Linked DNA regions of Macaca mulatta: region 1 is linked to region 2. Evidence: chromatin contacts called from public Hi-C data. All regions are on one chromosome and are shown on one strand. The core of a region is the stretch at or near the end of the contact, and the rest is flanking DNA. Distances in the headings are between cores, read along the strand shown.

What was found. A called contact is a pair of places that touch in the nucleus more often than the background predicts.
Region 1: a Hi-C map of CD4 T cells shows a contact between it and region 2, with 2.8 times the contacts expected there. The contact joins the promoter of BCAS2 here to the promoter of DENND2C in region 2. A contact is called at or near these places in 2 of 14 Hi-C or Micro-C datasets (CD4 T cells and liver).

The regions. Positions count from the first base shown.
Region 1 is chr1:125,670,699-125,675,911 of T2T-MMU8v2.0, reverse strand. BCAS2 (BCAS2 pre-mRNA processing factor) reads right to left here and starts at 3,382. Exons shown (of 7, transcript XM_015148779.3): 1 at 3,266-3,382; 2 at 3,066-3,158. The coding sequence starts at 3,358.
Region 2 is chr1:125,581,380-125,586,019 of T2T-MMU8v2.0, reverse strand. It overlaps DENND2C (DENN domain containing 2C), which reads right to left and starts at 2,455. Exons shown (of 19, transcript XM_028830192.2): 1 at 2,335-2,455.

The DNA of each region.
Region 1 (5,213 bases), core at 2,133-4,632, 89 kb before region 2:
AGACTAAGCCAGTGTTCATGGAGCTAAGTCATGGGCGGCGGGATCAGTGGGGGAAATCCCTGCTCATGGAGTAGTCTCATCTCAGCTTTGAGAGGCCTTCCTCAACCACCCAACCTAGAGTCACCCAGTCACTTTATCACTATCATTCTCTGTGCAGCATTTATCAACAATTTTTCTGATCTATTTATTGTCCATCTCAACACTCTAGATTGTAAGGTTCATAAGTATGGACCCTGCCGATACTGTTCTCCAATATCCAGCATGGAATAGACCTTCGTAAATAGTTGTTAAGTGAATTAATGAAAGAGTAATTTCAGAGGCAGTTTGAAGAATGGTTAAGGTCTTAGTCAATGGGCCTTTCTAAGCTGCAGTTTTCCCAGCTAAAAAAATGGGGATAGTGAACATAGTTATATAGTTTATAGAGCTGTTTTGTGCACCAAGAAAGACAGTGAGCCCAGTATACATTACCAACTATTACTAAGAAAGGATGCCAAGTGTGGTGGCTCACACCTGTAATCCCAGTACTTTGGGAGGCCGAGGCAGGTGAATCACTTGAGGTCAGGAGTTCGAGATCAGCCTGGCCACAATGGTGAAACCCTGTCTGTACTAAAAATACAAAAATTAGCTGGGCATGGTAGTGCATGCCTGTAATCCCAGTCACTTGGGAGGCTGGGGGAGGAGAATCGCTTGAACCCAGGAGGCAGAGGTTGCAGTGAGCCAAGGAGTTGCATGCACTCCAGCCTAGGTGACAGAGCAAGACTCTGTCTCAAAAAAAGAAAGGATTAAATAATCAGTAAACTAATTACAGGAGAATCATTTGAACCCAGGAGTTTGCTAATTAAATAATCAGTAAACTAATTACAAAGGTATTTGAGAGAAGGAAAAAAACTGGCAAAAGTATTATAAGAAGTCTGTGATTGAATGCAGTTATTTGAAAACGTCAGAAATCAGTCCAAGAAGCATTACTGTACTTAATTCTCTCTCTCTTTTTTTTTTTAATGAGATGGAGTCTCGCTCTGTCGCCCAGGCTGGAGTGCAGTGGCGCCATCTTGGCTCACTGCAAGCTCCGCCTCCCGGGTTCAGGCCATTCTTCTGCCTCAGCCTCCTGAGTAGCTGGGACTACAGGCACCCGCCACCATGCCCAGTTAATTTTTTGTATTTTTAGTAGAGGATGGTCTCGATTTCCTGACCTCGTGATCCACTCGCCTCAGCCTCCCAAGGTGCTGGGATTACAGGTGTGAGCCACTGTACTTAGTTCTTAACGTGGTTAACATCTACACCTAGGTAACAATATTTGGAAAAAGCATAGGAAAACACGTTCATAGAAACATATGTCTTCTACTTAAAACTTAGCCAAGGCAGGGCGTGGTGGTTCACCCCGTATCCCAACACTTTGGGAGGATGAGGTGGGCGGATCACTTGAGGCCAGGAGTTCAAGACCAGCCTGGCCAACGTGGTGACACCCCATCTCTACTGAAAATACAAAAATTAGCCAGGCATGGTGGCTGGCACCTGTAATCCTAGCTGCTCGCGAGGCTGAGGCAGGAGAATCACTTGAGCTCGGAAGGTGGAGGTTGCAGTGAGCAGAAATGGCACCACTGCACTCCAGGCTGGGTGACAGAGTAAGACTCCGTCTCAAACAAAAACAACAAACTTAACTATTTTTTCATGTTACTTTAATGTAAATAATATCTTTTTTTTTTTTTTTCCCTCTGAGACAGGATCTCAGTCTGTCGCCAGGCTGGAGCGCAATGGTATTATCATGGCTCACTGTAGCAGCCTTGAACTTCCAGGCTCAAGTGATCCTTCCACCTCAGCCTCCTGAGTGGCTTGGACTACAGGTGCATGCCATCATGCTTGGCTAATTTTTTAGTTTTTCTTTTGTAGAGAAAGGGTCTCACTATGTTGCACAGGCTGGTCTCAAGTGATCCTCACACCTCAGCCTCCTAAAGTGCTGGGATTACAGGTGTGAGCCACCACACCCAGCTAAGTACTGCCTTTTAATAATACAATCCTTTCATAAATAAACGATTAGGTATAATGGGAAAAAAACCTCCAAGCTGTACATATTGAAATACTTGAATCCAATAATTTAGAAATAACTTACATTTCACTTAGCTAATTAGACCCTAACTAGAATCTTGGGTGTACTTCAAGGTTATACATTTAAAATAGTATCATACTCACTGTGTGCAGTAGAACAGCATCTGACTCCCTAGGCAAGCATGGGCACTCCTTTCTCTAATTCTCTTGTCCTTATATATACCTCCACTACAGGTCCTTTACATATTATTACACATTTATACATACTATTGTAAACTTTCTGTTTTATATATCTAGCTCCTCATTGTATTGTATTTTTCTGTATTCAGAAACCCTATCTTTTTTTGGAGACGATGCTTGTCTTAAATAAAGAAAAGAAAAATTAAAATACAGCAAAATACATATTTTTTTAAAACCCAGATATTTTTATCTCTATGATTTCAGAATCTAGAATGGCACCTAGCACTTGGAAAGTATTCGTATCAGGGAAAGTTCTTGCCTACATTAATCAGAACTGTGTTAATAAAAACATCGGACAGATTATAGAAAAAAGGAGAAGGCTGAGAAAAGAGTAGTATACACTTGGATATGGTTTGTCCCTTCAGTCATACCACAAACGTTTGGTAAATAACTAGACTTTAATACGCCACTCTCCAGTGGTTCTAAAGAGCTTAGGTAATTAGGCTTATACATACTAAAAAATTCTAGATCACCTGCTGTAGAGTGACTCTTGGCAGGAGAGGGTCCCTTTGAGAATTTACGCATGGATCCTATCTCAAAGAATTGTGGCCACAAATTTTTGCATTAAGTGAGTCGTGGAGTCCCAGAAAGTCTTCCTATGGATCTTAGAATAAGAACCTCGGAGAAGACTTATCTATCTAGCTGTTTTCAACAGACTGGTACCTATGCAGGCAATGGTTAAAACTGGAATTTAAAAATCACTTTTACGTAGCTGAAGCTCTCAATCCAAAATAAAGGTTCACAGGAATCCTCGTTCATACCCGGGCTCAAGACATACTTACTTCAAAGGCAGAATAATCCGGGGCTGTTAGGTAGCTCAGGTAGTTCTTAGTAGGTCGGTATCTGCGAGTTTCCTCCTCCACCAGCGCTGCAGCCTTAGAAAGAGAATTGGGGCCAGGGTAGAAGCGGCAAATTGTAACATGTTTCTTTCGGTACCGAGCCAGCGAACAGTGAGTCAGCTACAAAGACACCCCGCACTCACCGCTTCCCGCACACCAGGGGCTTCATAACCTTGATCAAAATACGGCAGCGCATCCACCACAACCTCTCCGGCCACCAAACCCGTGCCCGCCATTCTGAGGACCTCAGGTTTGCCTGCGTTTTCTGCGTCTGCGTAAACTGAGTTCTATTTAGATACGCCGGCGCCTGACACTGATGTAATCACGTTCCCGGCATATTGACGTTCGCGCATGCTCAGTTGCTAATTTTGAAGGCGGGTCCGCCCGGTATCTAGAAATTGCCGGGCTGCTTTGTTTTGGGCGGACGTGACGTCAGTCTTGGCTTCATTGCGTCAGCGGAAGGCCTCAATTTCCTGTCTTCTGCTTACTGTATTTTTTTTGCCAGCGAATGGTGGCGATTTGAAGTTAGGGCTTTTCGTTTCCTCCAAAACATTGATATCTGGAACGGGAGCCCCTTAACACTTTCGGAGGGAACTGGCTGCAGGATTTGACGGGGAGAGATAACTGATTTCCCACCTCTGCTTACTGCCACCGTCTCCCCTTAATCTTCTCTTCCTCTGTGCCGGACTTCTTTCTTTTTATTATGGACACACGCTCTTGTTCTGCTGCCCAGGTTGGAGTGCAGTGGCGCGATCATAGTTCACTGCAGCCTCAACCCCCCCAGGCCCAAGCGATCCTTCCACCTCAGCCTCCTGAGCCGCTGGGCCTAGAGGTGCACACCACCACGCCTGGCTAATTTTTAATTTTTTTTTTTTTTTTTTCGAGACGGAGTCTCACTCTGTCGCCCAGGCTGGAGTGCAGTGGCGCGATCTCGGCTCACTGCAAGCTCCGCCTCCTGCGTTCACGCCATTCTCCTGCCTCAGCCTCCTAGTAGCTGGGACTACAAGGCGTCCGCCTCCATGCCCGGCTAATTTTTTGTATTTTTTGTATTTTCACCGTGTTAGCCAGGATGATCTCGATCTCCTGACCTCGTGATCCGCCCGCCTCGGCCTCCCAAAGTGCTGGGATTATAGGCTTGAGCCACAGCGCCCGGCCATTTTAAAATTTTTTTGTAGAGTTGGAGCCTTCCTATGTTGCCAAGGCTGGCCTCAAGCTATCCTCTCGCCTAGGCCTCCTAAAATGTGGGGAATACAGGCGTAAGCCACTGCACCCGGGGTCGTTCCTCTTTTACTTCCTTGCTGTACCCCGACTATCCTCCCCCCTCGCCACCCTGAAAACCTTTGCATTGGATAAGTACAATTCTTAAAGAGGCTCTAGAATTGGGCGCCAGTCTCCAATTAAAATTGTGAAGCTTTATGGTCTGAGTATCAAAAGGAACCTCAGTTCCTTAAAAATCCTGCCATTTTGGCTTTAGGACTTAAACGGTAATAGAATGGCACTCCTGTCTCCGAACCATTCAAGCTGCTGCCCATGCACTTTGTCTTCTTCATGGCTCCTGGACTAAGCAGCCTCCCTTTGATTAAGCAGTTAAAGACCAAATAAAGTTGTCAGACTATATACCCTGCCCAGTGTGCGGTCTAGACCCAGGCTTTGTCTGCCAAGAGCCTCGAAATGTTGACCTCCATTATTAAGCCTGATCAATCTAAGACTAATTCTTATTACTTAAGTACCATTAGGTAAATGTGCTAGCTGTAGATTTAAGTGACATAAAAGATCTTTACATCTTAAGAATTCTCCAAGGGATCTGTGGGGTTTTTATGTATTTATTCATTAAAAGATCTGTAAACAACATTTTATACAAATCTTGATTCTTTTACAAAAATATCCAGAATTCATAACACTTTACAGAAACAAAACACAACAGACCTAAGGAAATGAAGCAGCTTCAGGCTGCAAAGATGAAGACAGCATTCCTGAAGCGCAAAGGTCTCCTCCTAAAGGGATAGCCAGGATCCATCATAGTAAACCCTTTTACCCCCATTTTATAAACATCCAATTATTAACTGTTCCCGCTGGGTTGCAGTGTAAGAA
Region 2 (4,640 bases), core at 1,206-3,705:
TTGCAATACCAGTTTATTTTTTCCTCTTTCTTTCCTTCTTTTTGAAATAGTTTTTTATAGACCTCTTTTTAAAATACCTATTAGATGTCATTTGTATCTCACTCACAGAATTTGAAACTCAGTATAGTGCAAAGGTTACAACCAGGTCCTTGGAGTATGACTGATTTGAATTCTACCTTCGCTATCTAGGTTGTCTAATCACGGGCAAGTTACTCAACCTCTCTATGCCTCTTAACGAGATGCTCATAATTAACATCCCTCATGGTGCTGTTGTGAGGATTAAATAAGCTAATACATGTAAAGAATTTAGAATACTGTCTGGCACAGAGTAGGTATCAATGAATGTTAGTCGATGTCGTTATTGTCACCATCCGCTTTAAAAACAGCTTTTGTTTTTTCGGTACTTATTTTAGCTCACTTGGTAGAATGGAATCTCCTAGATGAAAAGAATTACATACTGCTCTTACATAAATATAATCTTGTGCCTATTGCATAGTAGGCCCTCAAAAAACAATGTGAATGTAAGGTTTCAGACTTCCAAGATCAACAAATTGTAAAATCACAGAAAAATTTATACATGGAGTACATGTTTAAAACTCATGTTTTAAAGTAGTTTCAAAAGACCCATCCTCCACTGAATTGTTGAAACATGTTTAAGTAAAACTTCTAAAGCAACATACACAAAAATCACATTCACTAGTAACTTTCCCTCTACTACTTCATTTAATTTGATCTTGGTATCCAGTGACCTAAAAATCTTGCCTATAACTTAAGACTCACTACAGATCATTTAAACGCAATATAATTTCCAGCTTTAGAAAGCTGCTTATTTTCAATAAGAAAAATGAATATTCTTCCTTTATTCCTGCATTTAAAAAACGCACTGCCACATTCAACACACACACACACACACCAACTAATGAAAGACCAAGACACATAATTACTACATTTCCTGGTTTCTGCCTGACAAAGTCAGAACAGGCCTACAAGTATCCCCAGCAAAAGCCTACGGGTTACAAAACTGCCATTTTCTTTTGTATTTCCCATCTCCCCGCTAAAATCCCTTGCACACATATCCATAGGAAAGAACAAAAACGTCTATAATAAAGACTGTATGAAAAAAACATATATTAACAATATTTTGGAAGATTTAAATCTTCCTATAAGCAGCCCGTCAATTCACAAAAACAAATGAAAGTCTTGATTTGGAGCAATATTCCCAGCTTACTTTAGCAAGCATTTTAAACTACAACTATTTAGCTAAGGCAAAGAAGTAGATTATTTGATTGCTACAGACTTCGTGGTAAATGATTCAGCAACAGTGTATAGATAACACCACTGCGCTATTCTAGAAAATTTCATCAATCATTTAAAAATAGAACACACTCAAACAATGGTGACTGTGGGAAAAGTTTAAACAACTTATTTACACAGTAAGCAAGGATCTATCACTTTATCTAAAACACTGCAGGAGAATCACTAGCTTTAGGGTAAACTTTTGTAAAGCGCCTACTATGTACCTTAGCAGTTGCTTCACAGAATATACACATTCCACACGCACGTTCAAATATCTGAGATTTGTAGAATACTCTCACTCATCTCACTTGGCCCTGAGAATGCCCATAGGCATGAACTTACCAGTTTCATAGTTACGGAAACGGAGGCCCAGGAAGTTAATTTGACCGAGGTATCACATCTGGTTCCGTGGGTTCTGGCCCTAGACTTGAGCCTTTTGACTCATAATCTAATCATCAGCTGCTATACAGCACTAGTTACTCAAATGCTCTTAGGTGTTCCATTGTAAGATTTTTAAATTAAAATTATACTTGACAACTTTCGGTATTGTGCTTATTAGATGCTGTTAAGAATCAAAACACCAAAAAAAAAAAAAAAAAGCAAAAAATTGTTTGGAAGTGGATCGTCCCAGCATGTCGAAGTTCAAGCTCACTAGCTAATCTTGGAGAAAGCCCGCGTTTCCCCGGGCTGTGGGGCGCTCCCTCCCTCTTCCCCAGCAGAGCGCGGCGCCCCGCCTAGGGGTCCCCAAGCCCCTGAGGTGAGCGAGGAGGTCCTCAGCCAGGCTCCGCGGCAACCCGTGCGGCCACGAGAGGACGTCCCAAAGCTGGGCCCAACACCCGGTTGCTCCTCCGGACCGGGGAGGTGCCGAGACAGCAGGGCTCGGAGACTCCACCTCCGCCAGCCCGGCTCGCACCTTCCGCGGACTAAACCGCGGCACCTCAGCTCCGCGTCCGACGCCCAGAGGGGTGATGCCAACCGCCCCGAGAGTCCGAAGCCTCTGCGACTTGAGACCCCGCACCGAATCACCCCGACTCCTACCTGTCTGGACCTCAACGTTGTCTCTGTGGCCAGGCTAGTCTCCTGGGTCTCACTCGGGTCCGCTCCGTCCCGCCCCCGCAAGCCTTGCCAAAGGCTCCGCCCCGGCTGCAGCCCCACCCCTAGCCCCGCCCGGTTTGGCAAGACTCAGTTCTTATTGGCTTCTATTCCCACCCCTCCCGCTACGCCCGCCCCTAACACCGCCCCGGCCGGCGGTGAGAGGAACTTCCACACCTCAAGTCCGCTGAATGGCCAGAACCTTGCCAGGACCTCGGTCGCTGCAGTTCCAGCAGGCGGACGATCGGTGCCACCGTCGTCCGGCCGAGCCCTCGAGCCAGAGCTCCATCGCCTTCGCTTGCCGTCGCATCGGGCCCACGGCGACGGCCCTACGCTTTATGTGAAGGTTTACTCTTCACAACTACTCAACAAGATAAAGCCTGGCTTAATCAGGGAATCCAAGCATTCTTTCCTAGGTTGACTTCAGTGGGTAAACAATTGCACTACGGTGCCAATTTGAAACGTCAAGAGAAGCAAATAACTCTCGCAGCACCTCAGGCTTGGAATCTCAGAACAGGGGTGCCTTGATACTCCCAGTGCGTGAGGTCAGCCCCCACGCCCTGTTGAGACACACATGCCTAAGCGCTCCGCCTGCAACACGCTCTTACTCAGGTATGTGCATGGCGTTGTGCCTACTGCAAGCTGTAACCCAGTTTCACCGAGGCTGCGGGACAAGGATCTGTTGAGCCTGTTTCCCAGGCACTCGCTAACCACCCCACCTCGCCTCGCCCCGCCCCACCCCACCCCACCCCACCCAGCCAGAGCCTCTTGGGTCTGGTGACCAAACTCTTCCTACATTTGTTCACACAGAGGTACCAAAATAGAAGACTACCAGAAAGAGAGGTGTTTAGTTACGTATCACAGATGACTGTCACAAGCAAACTTAACCCAAACAATAAAGGCAGCATGTCCCAAACAGCTGTGAAACTATGACCTGTAGACAGTAAAACAGAAATTACATTCCATGATGGGGGGAAAAAGTAATGACATACTTAAAAAAAATCATGTCCCAATGAGGAAATAAATGTGGATACTATTTGTAGTAAATTTTGAACACTGATCTTTATGGGCTTCCCCCACAAAAAAAAAAAAAAAAAAAAAAAAAAAATCTTATCTAACGTATCTTTTTATTTATTTATTGAGACAGGGTCTCTGTGTGTCACTCACACTGGAGTGCAGTGGCCCAATCATAGCTCACTTGAAGCCTCAACCTCCTAGGCTCAAAGAATCCTCCCACCTCAGCCTCCCAAGTAGCTAGTACTATAAGCATGCACCACCACCCCTGGCTAATGTTTTTATTTTTTTGTAGAGACAGGGTCTCACTATGTTGCCCAGGGTGGTCTCCAACTCCTGAGCTCAAGCAATCCTCCTGCCTCAGCCTCCCAAAGTGCTGGGATTACAGACACGAGCCGCTGCACCCAGCCCAGAAATGTATTTTTTGTCCTCTGCATTCAGGAAGATTATTTGGCAAAATGAGGCAGGTTGAATTCCAAGTATCACATATGAAACCAAATTTATAGATGTAATAAATGAATTCACATGTATGTATTGTACTGCCCTCTCATGGGTAAGATGGAGATATATATAATGGTAGTTCATGCCCTCTGAAGTCTGAGAATACAGTGTTTAATGTAGCAATTTGTACTATTTTGATGAGGAGGAGGCCAAGGTAAAATAAAATCTGGTTCTTTAAAGGGTTTACAAATACTCAACAAACAAAACTTCAACTTAAGAAATCAGGAAGAGATTCTTACACCAGAGCTAGTACAAACATGCCGTCAGGGTTACACCTATGCTTATGGCTGCCTGTATAGAATATAGAAACATGCAGGAATTTGCTTTCAATTTTTTTTCCATTTGAAAGTTCAGGCTGGGTGCAGTGGCTCGTGCCTATAATCCCAGTACTTTGAGAGGCCAAGGCACGTGGATCATTTGAGCCTCGGAGTTTGAGACCAGCCGGGGCAACATGGTGAAACCGTGTCTCTATAAAAGATTAAAAAATTAGCCAGGTGTGGTGACATGTGCCTGTAGTCCTGGCTACTCGGAAGCCTGAGGTAAGAGGATCACCTGAGCCTGGGAGGCCAAGGCTGCAGTGAACTGTGATTACACCACTGCACCGCACTCGCACTCCAGCCTGGGTGACAGAGCAAGACCCTGTCTCATAAAAAAGAAAAAAGTTCATAACTTTTGAAGATATCTCACAAAATTCTCTTTTTTACTTATAGCCACACTGTAACTTCATGCTGAGGACA